Linked DNA regions of Mus musculus: regions 1 and 3 are each linked to region 2. A link is a contact called in public HiChIP or PLAC-seq data. All regions are on one chromosome and are shown on one strand. The core of a region is the stretch at or near the end of the contact, and the rest is flanking DNA. Distances in the headings are between cores, read along the strand shown.

The links. HiChIP or PLAC-seq counts read pairs in DNA pulled down with a chosen protein or histone mark.
Region 1: an H3K27ac HiChIP or PLAC-seq map of embryonic stem cells shows a contact between it and region 2, with 4 times the contacts expected there. The contact joins two enhancer-like sites. A contact is called at or near these places in 2 of 39 promoter capture datasets (cranial neural crest and liver) and 1 of 115 datasets of contacts at active chromatin or transcription factors (embryonic stem cells).
Region 3: an H3K27ac HiChIP or PLAC-seq map of embryonic stem cells shows a contact between it and region 2, with 4 times the contacts expected there. The contact joins two enhancer-like sites. A contact is called at or near these places in 2 of 39 promoter capture datasets (cranial neural crest and liver), 2 of 115 datasets of contacts at active chromatin or transcription factors (both in embryonic stem cells) and 1 of 9 other capture datasets (embryonic stem cells).

The regions. Positions count from the first base shown.
Region 1 is chr1:9,468,070-9,471,477 of GRCm38.p6, forward strand. No RefSeq gene overlaps it. Among named protein-coding and RNA genes, the nearest start is that of Gm24765, 11 kb to the left of the region's middle. Within about 2 kb of position 1,587, at least 11 of the 459 cell types and tissues checked have an H3K27ac peak or open chromatin away from gene starts, as enhancers often do. A contact at or near this core is called in embryonic stem cells, where this site is marked.
Region 2 is chr1:8,580,151-8,583,559 of GRCm38.p6, forward strand. Sntg1 (syntrophin, gamma 1) reads right to left here. Exons shown (of 20, transcript NM_001290393.1): 13 at 3,055-3,184. Among named protein-coding and RNA genes, the nearest start is that of Gm39589, 460 kb to the left of the region's middle. Within about 2 kb of position 1,976, at least 19 of the 459 cell types and tissues checked have an H3K27ac peak or open chromatin away from gene starts, as enhancers often do. A contact at or near this core is called in embryonic stem cells, where this site is marked.
Region 3 is chr1:9,440,007-9,443,455 of GRCm38.p6, forward strand. It overlaps the pseudogene Gm18299. Among named protein-coding and RNA genes, the nearest start is that of Gm30719, 4.7 kb to the left of the region's middle. Within about 2 kb of position 2,180, at least 7 of the 459 cell types and tissues checked have an H3K27ac peak or open chromatin away from gene starts, as enhancers often do. A contact at or near this core is called in embryonic stem cells, where this site is marked.

The sequences.
Region 1 (3,408 bases), core at 337-2,836, 890 kb after region 2:
AACAAGACCCTGCTGACAGGAGCCTCATATAGCTGTGTCCTGTGAGGCTCTGTCAGTGCCTGGCAAATACAGAAGTGGATGCTCACAGTTATCCATTGGATGGAGCACAAGGTCCCCAATGAAGGAGCCAGAGAAATACCCAGGGAGCTGAAGGGGTCTGAAGCCATAGAAGGAACATCAATATGAACTAACCAGTAACCCCCCCCCCCCAGAGATCCTTGGAACTATACAACCAATCAAAGAAAACACATGGTGGAACTTGTGGCTCTAGCTGTATATGTAGCAGAGGATGGCCTAGTTGGTCATCAATGGGAGGAGAGGTCCTAGGTCCTGTGAAGGCTCTATGCCCAGTATAGGGGAATGCCAGGACCAGGAATGGGAGTGGGTGGGTTGGGGAGTATGGGGAGGGAAGAGGGGATAGGGGATTTTTGGAGGGGAAACTAAACTTTTTGGAGGGAAGGGGATAACATTTGAAATATAAATAAAGAAAATATCTAATTTAAAAAAAAAAAAGAATGAGGACATCTGAGTTTTGCAGGCAAATGGATGGAACTAGAAAATATCATCCTGAGTTAAGTAACTCAGACCCAAAAGGACATGCATGGTATGTACTCACTAATAAGTGGATGTTAGCCCCCCAAAAAGTACAGAATACCCAGTTTACAATCCACAGAACCCAAAAAGATTAACAAGCCTAAGGGCCCAAGTAAGGTTGCCTCAGTCCCACTTGAGAGGGAGAAGAAAGCAATCACAGAGTGCAGAGGGAGGGAGGAACTTGGGTGGGAGAAGGGAGACGAAGGGGAAAAGGGGAACATGATCCAGTATTAGGGGCGGTGGGAAACAGGAGTGAAGCCCTGAGGGCCAGCAGAAAGAATGGAAACAGGAAACCTCAGGAGGTCGGAGGTGGGGGGGACCCTCTAGGAGGTACCAGAGACGTGGGAGGTAAGAAACACTCAGGACTCAAAGGGAGAGACCTTAGATGAGTCAAACTTTAAAATGAGAACTGTAGTTCTTCCTTGGGATTATAGACTCAGTTCTCACTGAGTGATCTCACTAAATCTTCAAGATGTAGAACATGACATCACTGTTATGACTCCACAATCCACACTTCCCTCTGAAACTTTGCAAGCCAAGACTCCACCTTCTGCACTCATATCTTCCAAGATCATACAGAACACCTCACCAAACACTGAACACTCAGTGGCTTTTCTTGCACAAAGCTCCAAAGTCTTCCCACAATCCTCCCCAAAACAACATGGTTATGTCTGTCACAGAAATACCCCATGGCTGGTTGTGGGTCAAAGTGGGGTACCGTGTCCACTCAGAGCTTGGGCTGCTGGGCAAAGCGGGACATGGGAAGTCTGACTGCGTAGACCCCACTGCCACCACCAGGCAGGCGTCAGGTTGTGGAAAGCTTCAGGACTCCACTCCAGGGGTGGGGAAGGCACAGTCCGAGGTCCCCAAGGACCTGCTGGAGCCACTGGGTGCCTCAGAAGAACCCGTTCTGGGGTCCCTGGGCCGCATGGAGGCCAGGTATGTCAGGTTTTCAGTCTTGGACACCTCAGGTGCCACTAGATGTCGCAGAAGAGCTGAGAACAGAGTGGGGACCCTCGGGCAGACTCTGGCCCAGGGGCCGAAGGAAAAGGGGCAGAGAGGGAGAGCTCTGGCTGGTTACTGCAGGGACAAGGAGAGTCTTTCAGTGGGAAGGTTCCTTGCGTTGGTTGGCAGCCATGGCTGGTGCTCAGGGAGGCCTCCCAGCGGGAGGTTAGACAAGGCTCATTATAGGGAGACCAGCTCCATTGCTCCAGCACGATGGGTCCTGATGAGAAGAGGCAATCCATGGTTTTAAGGTGTTTATTGTAGTAAGTCAGAAAGAGGGAGAGATTGGGAAGTAGAGGCTGGCCTAGCCATGTGGAGTGGTGGGGAAGGGAAGGCAACGAGAGGGGGAACAAGGGAGCAAGAGTAAGAGCAAAGAAAGAATAAGAGGTTAAGAGATCAAGGAGGGGACAAGCAGCTACTTTTATTGTGGACTAGGCCTACCTATCTGTTGCCAGGTAACCGTGGGTGGAGTCCAGACAGAATAGCAGGAGCTTCGGGCATTGCTTATGTGACTGATGGCCACACACCTCTCTGCAGGGGGGTTGTAGGAGACTGTAGCTACAGGAGCCAGGGGCCCAGGAGGCGTGGCCAAACACCTGCCATCCCAAGCAGAAAGAAGTCACCAACCACCAAGTCACCGGGTTCAAGGCCTGTGCTTGACTGGGAACCAGGCTGTCTATGCACTGCCTCACTGCACCGCAGCTGGTATCAATTTGTCTTAGTCAGAGTTACTATTGTTATGATGAAACACCATGAGCAAAGAGCAAATTGGGGAGGAAATGGCTTATTTAGCTTACATTTCCACTGTTCATCATCAAAAGAAGTCAGAACAGGAACTCAAATAGAACCTGAAGGCAGGAGCTGACACAGAGGCCATGGTGGGGTGTTACTTACCACCTTATTCCCATGGCTGCCTCTGCTTGCTTTCTTATAGACCCCAGGAATTGGCACCATTCACAATGGGCTGGACCCTCCTCTATCAATTGACTAAGGAAATACTCTTTATGAAGGCATTCTTCTTTTCACACACACACACCCTTTACTGAAATAGATTCTTTTCTCATACACTCCACCCTGATTATAGTTTCCCCTCCCTCTACTCCTCCCAGTTACTCCCTGTACTGGCTGGTTTTGGGTCAACTTGACACAAGCTGCAGTTATCACAAAGAAAGGAGCTTCAGTTGGGGAAATGCCTCCAGGAGATCCAGCTGTAAGGCATTTTCTCAATTAGTGATCAGGGGGAAAGGCCCCTTGTGGGTGGGACCATCCCTGAGCTGGTAGCCTTGGGTTCTACAAGAGATCCGGCTGAGCAAGCCAGGGGAAGCAAGCCAGTAAGAAACATCCCTCCATGGCCTCTGCATCAGCTCCTGCTTCTGACCTGCTTGATTTCCAGTCCTGACTTCCTTTGGTGATGAACAGCAGTGTGGAAGTGTAAGCTAAATAAACCCTTTCCTCCCCAATTTGCTTCTTGGTCATAATGTTTATGCAGGAATAGAAACCCTGACTAAGACAGTCCCTACCTTCCCTTCCCTCCAGATCCACTCCCTTTCTGTCTCTTATTAGAGAAGAGCAGGTTTTTAAGAGATAGCAACTAAACATGACAACATAAAATATAATAAGATAAACAAAAACTATTGCCCATACCTGACATTGTTTGGGTGACCAAGAATCAGAGACAAGACAGCCCAGACACCAATTTGTAAAAACAAATAAGACTGGTCTAAAAATATAGTATCAACCAAATGCCAACTAATGATATTCTCCTAGACTCACAGATCAGTGTCTTATCCAGAGATCATCAGAGATGCT
Region 2 (3,409 bases), core at 726-3,225:
GAAGAAAGAAATTATTTCAAGATTAGCGTCCTACTCTTTTTAAAAAAAAAGTTTCTCACGTACACAAAAACAGGGTTCATGAGTAAGGTATCCTTCTGATTGCTGCCAAGAAACATAAAGTCACATTCTCATAAGGTATTGGCACGGAAACACAGGAGAGATAGAATTACAGTCTTCAATTCTCAGCTTTAGTAGGACACCACAAATTAACAAAGTTTGGCAAGAAAACAGAACATCGCTTTGACTCAAACCATGTGGCTTGGTCAGGGTTATGGATACTCAGCCTATTTGTGTTTTTACAGGCACATCTTAATTTTCCTCTGTATGCATTAGCACAACAGTTTAAATCAGCTTCATCAATAGCCTCACCCCCAGAATATTTAAAAAGCAACACAAATATAAGGCAATTGGCTATAACATCTTGGCCTGTCTTAGTTTGAAGAAAGATACAATATATTTACTAAGATATTTCTGGGGCCAAAAGCAAAATCTGCAGTTACTCTGGCTGAAAGGGACATTAGCTTTAAGAAAGAGTTGTGATTTCATAAGTTCATAAGATTTGCACATTTTGCCTAATTCCTGAATTCAAACTTCTTATTTTCCTCAATGATTTCACAAATATTATGAAATAACTGAGGGCATGAGAAGGAACAGAGGCAAAGGAATGGCTGACCACAAGGTTTTTGTTTTCAAAAATGGAATGATTTATATTATACTATCAACATTAAACAATGTGACGTGTGTGTGTGTGTGTGTGTGTGTAAATATGTGTGGGTTCATGTGCAAGTGTAGATTCATGTGTATAAATGCAAAAATGGAATGATCTATTATAATACCACAAACATCAAACAATATGACACTAGTAGGGTTATGTGTCTGTGTAAATGTACATGCGTTTGACACTAGTAGGGTTATGTGTCTGTGTAAATGTACATGCGTTCATGTGCAGATGTATACATATGTATAGATGAAACATGGAATAATCTATTATAATACTGCCAACATTAAACAATGTGACACTAGTAGGTTTGTGTCTCTATGCAAACGCTTGTATATTCACGTACAATTGTAGATTCATGTGTATAGATGTAAAAATGGAACCATCTATTATAATACTATCAACATTAAACAACATGACACTAGTAGGTGGGTATAACTGTGTATGTGTACTTCTATTCATGTGTAGGTGTAGATGCATGTGTACAGATGCTCTAGAGCAACTTCAGCTGTAACTCATCAGTTCTTTGCAGAGCATCCACTTGTCTGATGCTTGCCAAATGCTCTATACATCCTGGCCAGTAAGTGTCAGTGATTTGATTGTTTCTGTCCCCCTGTGCTGATTAAAAATATAGGGTACTATGCTTTTTCTCACATGTTCTGGGTATAAATCCAGGTCCTTGCTTTTGCACAAAAAGAATTTTGTAGTCTAAGCTTTGCACTTCTTCTTGGTTTTTTTATTTTCAAACTTTATTAGAATATTTTTCTAGATTATCAAGAAAGGATAAACTATTTCAATGTATGCTACATCTACTCCTGTGCAGTCTGCTTGGTAGGCCTAAAAGCCTGGAAGCAGTCACGAGGCAAAGAATTTCATGGAAACAGCCTCCTGGAACCTTGGCATTCCAATAGCCTGTATACCCAAACTCTGTCCCCGTGTTAGTCTGGTGTATGGATCCATATGCTCTCTTTCAGTATTGTTTTATTATAAACGCTTTAAAGGATTGATTTTGACATATATCTAAGCCTTCACCACTGTTCCAATGTCCTAGGCAGTCCTTGAAGCCGCCCCTGAGCTTGGCATTCAGTAAGAATGTTACCTATTCAGTAACATTCAAATTCACTCTTAGTAGAGACAGTGAAACTAATTAGGCATTACAAAGAACAGAGCTTGAAAAGCCCAGGGCTATTCTGCGTAGTAATTACTTAGGACAATAGCCGAGTCACACCCAAACACAGAAATACACAATGGCCTAGGAAATAGGTGGGTTGTAGCATGGTTAGTAAAAGGGATTCCCCTGGTCCACAGTTTTTTCACTAGGCCCAGAGGAATAGCATAATCAGGTATTTACTAAAGGACCCCTGGTTGTAGGTTTAACAATAGACTAGCATTGCATCAGAACATTCACCTGGCTCCTGTGTTTAGCTGATCTTTTTAATTAAGGGTTGTTCTTATTCTCAGTAGTAAACTCGGCCTGGCTCCTGCTATCTTTTTATGTATGCATTCTTTTTGTTCTGTGTCAATGTAACTTGGCAGATGTGTTCGCCTGGATTTCTTGTTTTTCTTCTGTATTAAAAGTCTGGTGTTCGTTTGGACAAAATACATTCAGATTCAGCATTCTCTTGTGCCTGCGTCTGCCTGTCAATTCTTGCCTACCCTTGTTCACCTGCAACCAGAAACCCATTCTCCACAGGTAGAAGACCCAATAGAAGTTAGTCTGTGGCAAATGTAATGGTAGCAAAGACATGATGACCAGAAAACCACATGGGAAATGAAGGAGAATAAAGAAGGGTATGAGAAACACAGGTCAAGAGAGAAGCTGTTTCTAGTGACAGAGACCTTGTCATGCTGCACAGGTTCTTGCAACCCATAAGGACAGCCACTCACTAGTCTTGTGCCTACAGAGCACTACAGGAAACTTTCAGTCTCTATGTTATCACCTTTTATTTGGATCTTTTCATTCACACATTCTCTGCCACAGTCCTAGGGTCACTGAAGACAAATCAAATTCATTTATTTGAAATTCATCAGCTTGCTTGTTGAGGGTGCTCTTAATTATGCATACTATTTTTATGCAAGATTTTGTATCATGTTTATTTAAAGCAGTTGCTTTTGGCACTGGACTGTGAGTATTTTCTTGTAGGTCACGTCTGCCTGGGCTTTCATGCTGACAAGATTTTTCTCTTGTATTTCAGAACAGCTTTACCAGGAAGCAGAAGGAAACTTGTTCTTGGAATGGCACTAAGCAGATGAAGCAAAGTTAAATGCCACTGAATAAACCTACAAATGCTGAAAGACTTGCTGGTTAGATATTTATTCCTTAAATCAGTACTTACATTGTGCTTTGTGAGGTTTGAAATGTTAGATGCTATTGCTTGGAGCCAATCCATGCAGTCTTCAGCAGAGAGGCACTGAAGAATTCCACTGCAGACTCCATCCACAGCAACAACTTGGAAAGCGTTCTGCCTAAAAGAGCATAAGAACAGAACAGATGAAACACTGTGTTAGTTAGCCATTTATAGCTTGGTCCTTAAGACAATAAAGCAAACAACTTCCAGATTCTAGTCCAATTACCTCCTTTATAAATATATCCATTTTAAAGTGAATCAACAAAAAGACTAGGATAATATCTATTTACAAATAATGAGATGACATTCTTATATTCAGCTAAATATGGACAACCTTTGAGAT
Region 3 (3,449 bases), core at 930-3,429, 860 kb after region 2:
TCTTCATTCCAGAAGGGCAGTGCTATGGAAATAGTGTCCTTCAGGCTCATGCAGGAGGGTAGTTAGTCCTCAGTAAAGTCTACATACCTGTGGTCCTTACTGATGTTGCTGTGTAAGGGGTGATTGGGCTCCATCAGAGGCAGTGGAAAATTGGATAATCACCTCAGATCTTTATTTGCACCTCACCATTTCTGCTTTATTGAGACCAACCAGTTAAATAGTCCTATCACCACACTCCCACCACCACCACCACCATAGTATCTGTCATTGAAGCACCAGGTCCTGACCACTGGCAGCCATATCTGGTCAGTGGCATCCAAGACTGTTCAGAGATCCCAGATTTCTCTCTTCTGTACAAGAGTGAAGCATATCAAATTCATAGCCAGCATCTCACAATGCCTGCCCATCATGTTTTACTTCCATGAGGCTTACCTGGCTCAGACGACTGAGGATCACTGAGATTCTGTTTGTAACCCACCTTGAAGTTTTTTAAGTGCTTATAGAAAAATGAGGAAAGATAGCTAAATGTAATTTAAAATGTGTAACTCCTTGACTTCTCCTCCCTTTCTTGGTTCTTGTTTACAAAAATTGTTCCCTCATTCAAAGTCATGGATATTCAAAACTCTTGCTAAAATGTATTGTAGGGGGAAGGGAGACCTATAAAATGCCAAGCAAAAACAATTAGCTTAAAACTTGGGGCAAGAAAATTAATAATTAAAACTCAATACATAGATAATCATAATTTGCTATTGCATGCTTATATATAACTTGAATAAAACTCTGATTATCTCCTTTTTAGACTAAAGAGACAACAACAGGTTCCAAGATATTTAGATTAGGATAGTTTTTATTATTATTATTATCTTTAATTTTTTTTACAGTCCCCATCTCCAAGAGGATGTCCCCATCACCCCACCCTACCAGGATAGATTTTTATATGAAGATTTTTGTCCTGAAATTTTTAAATAAAAGACAATACATGTTTAAAAATAAAATATATTTGATAAATAAGTTTTATAAATTTTTAAAGTCTATGTAGATAAACAATAACTGACTTAGAAATATATGTCTACCGTCATTAGAAGTCTTTGCTAGCATTGTTAAGGTTTAACTATTTGGATAAATTGAGTCATACAGCAAACTATAATATTCTGTAATGGTGTTCTGTAAAAGAATCAAAAATAAAATATAATAAGGTTTTCAATCTTTCTATAGGCTATATTTATGGTTTTATAAAATTCCCAGTCTCTCTATGGGCTACCTTTATGATATAAAGTTTTATTTTGATACTAAGCTTCAATACAAATATTATATTTTTTAAGGTTAAAACTTACCAGAGATAAAACTGTAAAATCCTAATCTTATTAAAGCTGTTAACGTCTTATAAATAATTAATGATAATTAGGACCTGCAAATTAATGTAAAGTCATGTTATAAATGATCAAGTTCTTTAATATGCTCAAAAGTATGTTTGTAATCATGCTAAGTACAAATGTAATTCATTTTCAAGGACAAGCTTTATTTAACCTTTTGTTTATGTTTTCTAAGTTAAGCCTAAAACTAGTAACTAAAAGAAGCAAAGTTTGCTTAGCTCAGATATCTGTAATAGATAATGATCCTCAAATATGTCAGATATCTGCTGAATGTGTCATTTTAAATGTTTAATGGAAAAAAAGCTTACTATGACAAACAGACCCAGCTCCTAGTGGTGACCAAAGATCTTCACAGGTCTCCAAAGAAAATGATGGGACACTCAGACTCTATTTGGATGTGATAACACTAGCCATGGGCCATATCCACTGCAAATGCATTGCCTGTTGCCAGGACCTGGCCCAAACTGTGGATAAGCAGGACATTACAGAGTTGATTGCCCCACTTTGCATAGATGAAGTAAGGTCAGTCCCACAAGTTCCTCCTCTGTTGGGCATTGGGCTATACACAGACAGTCTGGTCTCCAGTTGAGCTGAGATGTTGAACCCGGAGATCTGGTGGTGTTAATTCACCTACATGGGATGGAAGGAGTTCTCTCATGTCTCCTGGACTCTGGGTCCTGTCGAAGTTACCACCCCCTCAGCCCCCAGAAGAGAAGCATGGCTAGCAGTCAAGAAGACAATGTCCCAAGCTTCTGGCCTTCAGGCTAAACTCCTCCTCAGTTACCTAGCAACGGTAGAGATAACAGCACACTATAAGGAGGGCTGCTTGGCCCCCTCCTCACTCTCTTACTCCTCTTTCTCCCCTTACTCTCTTCTATCATCTCCTCTCTCCTTTCACTCTCTTCCTCTCTCTCTCCCTCTTACTCTCTAGCCTTTCTTTTCTCTCTCGTCCCCCCCCCCCCATCTCTTCTCTTGGCCATGGCTGGTCTCTCTCTCTCTCTTCTACCTTTTCTCTTTCCCCCTGCCTTTCTACAATAAAGCTTGAAAATCATAGACTGTCTCTGTTCATCAAGGCCAGCTATGCTTACTCTCGCCTGTGTAGGAACCTTTCTCCCTCTGCCCTCTCCCGGGGCTACAGGGTATCATCCCAGGGGTCCCCAGTTGGGGTCTGCACCTGTCCACCCCCTGTCGAGTGGGGTCAGTGGCTTAGATGCCCACTGGGGCCAAATGGATCTGCCTGCCCAGAGCATAGGAGGAACTCTGGCCAGATGTGGACTATCCTCCCTTCCCCCTCCCCCCACCCCCCATCTCCTCTCACCCCCCCCCTCTTTAGTTCACACACTCCTCCAGAAGAAAGCCTCTCAGAACTTCTGGGCCTGGGATTGAAGACTCACTGCCTTAGGGCCTATAACCACAACAAACCCATGGAGACCACAGGAGTCTGCTGTTGTGACTGTCAAGTAATGGGCAACTCTCTGTCATTTTAACTTTTTCTTTTTCTTTCTTTTTTTTTTTTTTCTCTCTTTTCTTTTTTCAGAGACAGGGTTTCTCTGTGTAGCCTGGAACTCACTCTTTTGACTAGGCTGGCCTCAAACTCAGATATCTACCTGCCTCTGCCTCCCAAGTCTGTCATTTTCACTGATATATTTGGATTATATTTCCTTCTACAATGAATCCTACTCAGAACTCTGATGGCACTGCTGGTTAAATGAACTTTGTCCATTAGCAACCAACTCCTTTCCCCAAGGCTATAGCCACCCAATTAGTTCACTTCATATGCAAAAACAAGGCCTTGCATTTTCTAGAGCTACTGGGTCTCCTGCTGAGAAAGACAGACAAGTTTGCTGTGCTAACAGGCTTTATATTAAACAGGTTTTATTTTTACTGTTCTTTTATTTAAAAGAACTTGCTTTGCAATGTCTCAGCAATAACCATTCACAACTCTGAAAAATGATTAGATGAAAAGAAAAAGGGTTAAAGTCTATGTTAGTTCTGAGGGTCTAAGAAAATGTTCTAAGTTGTATAAAAGTTCTGAGGAAAAGAAAGCTTAAGTTCTGAGGGTCTAAAGAAGTATAA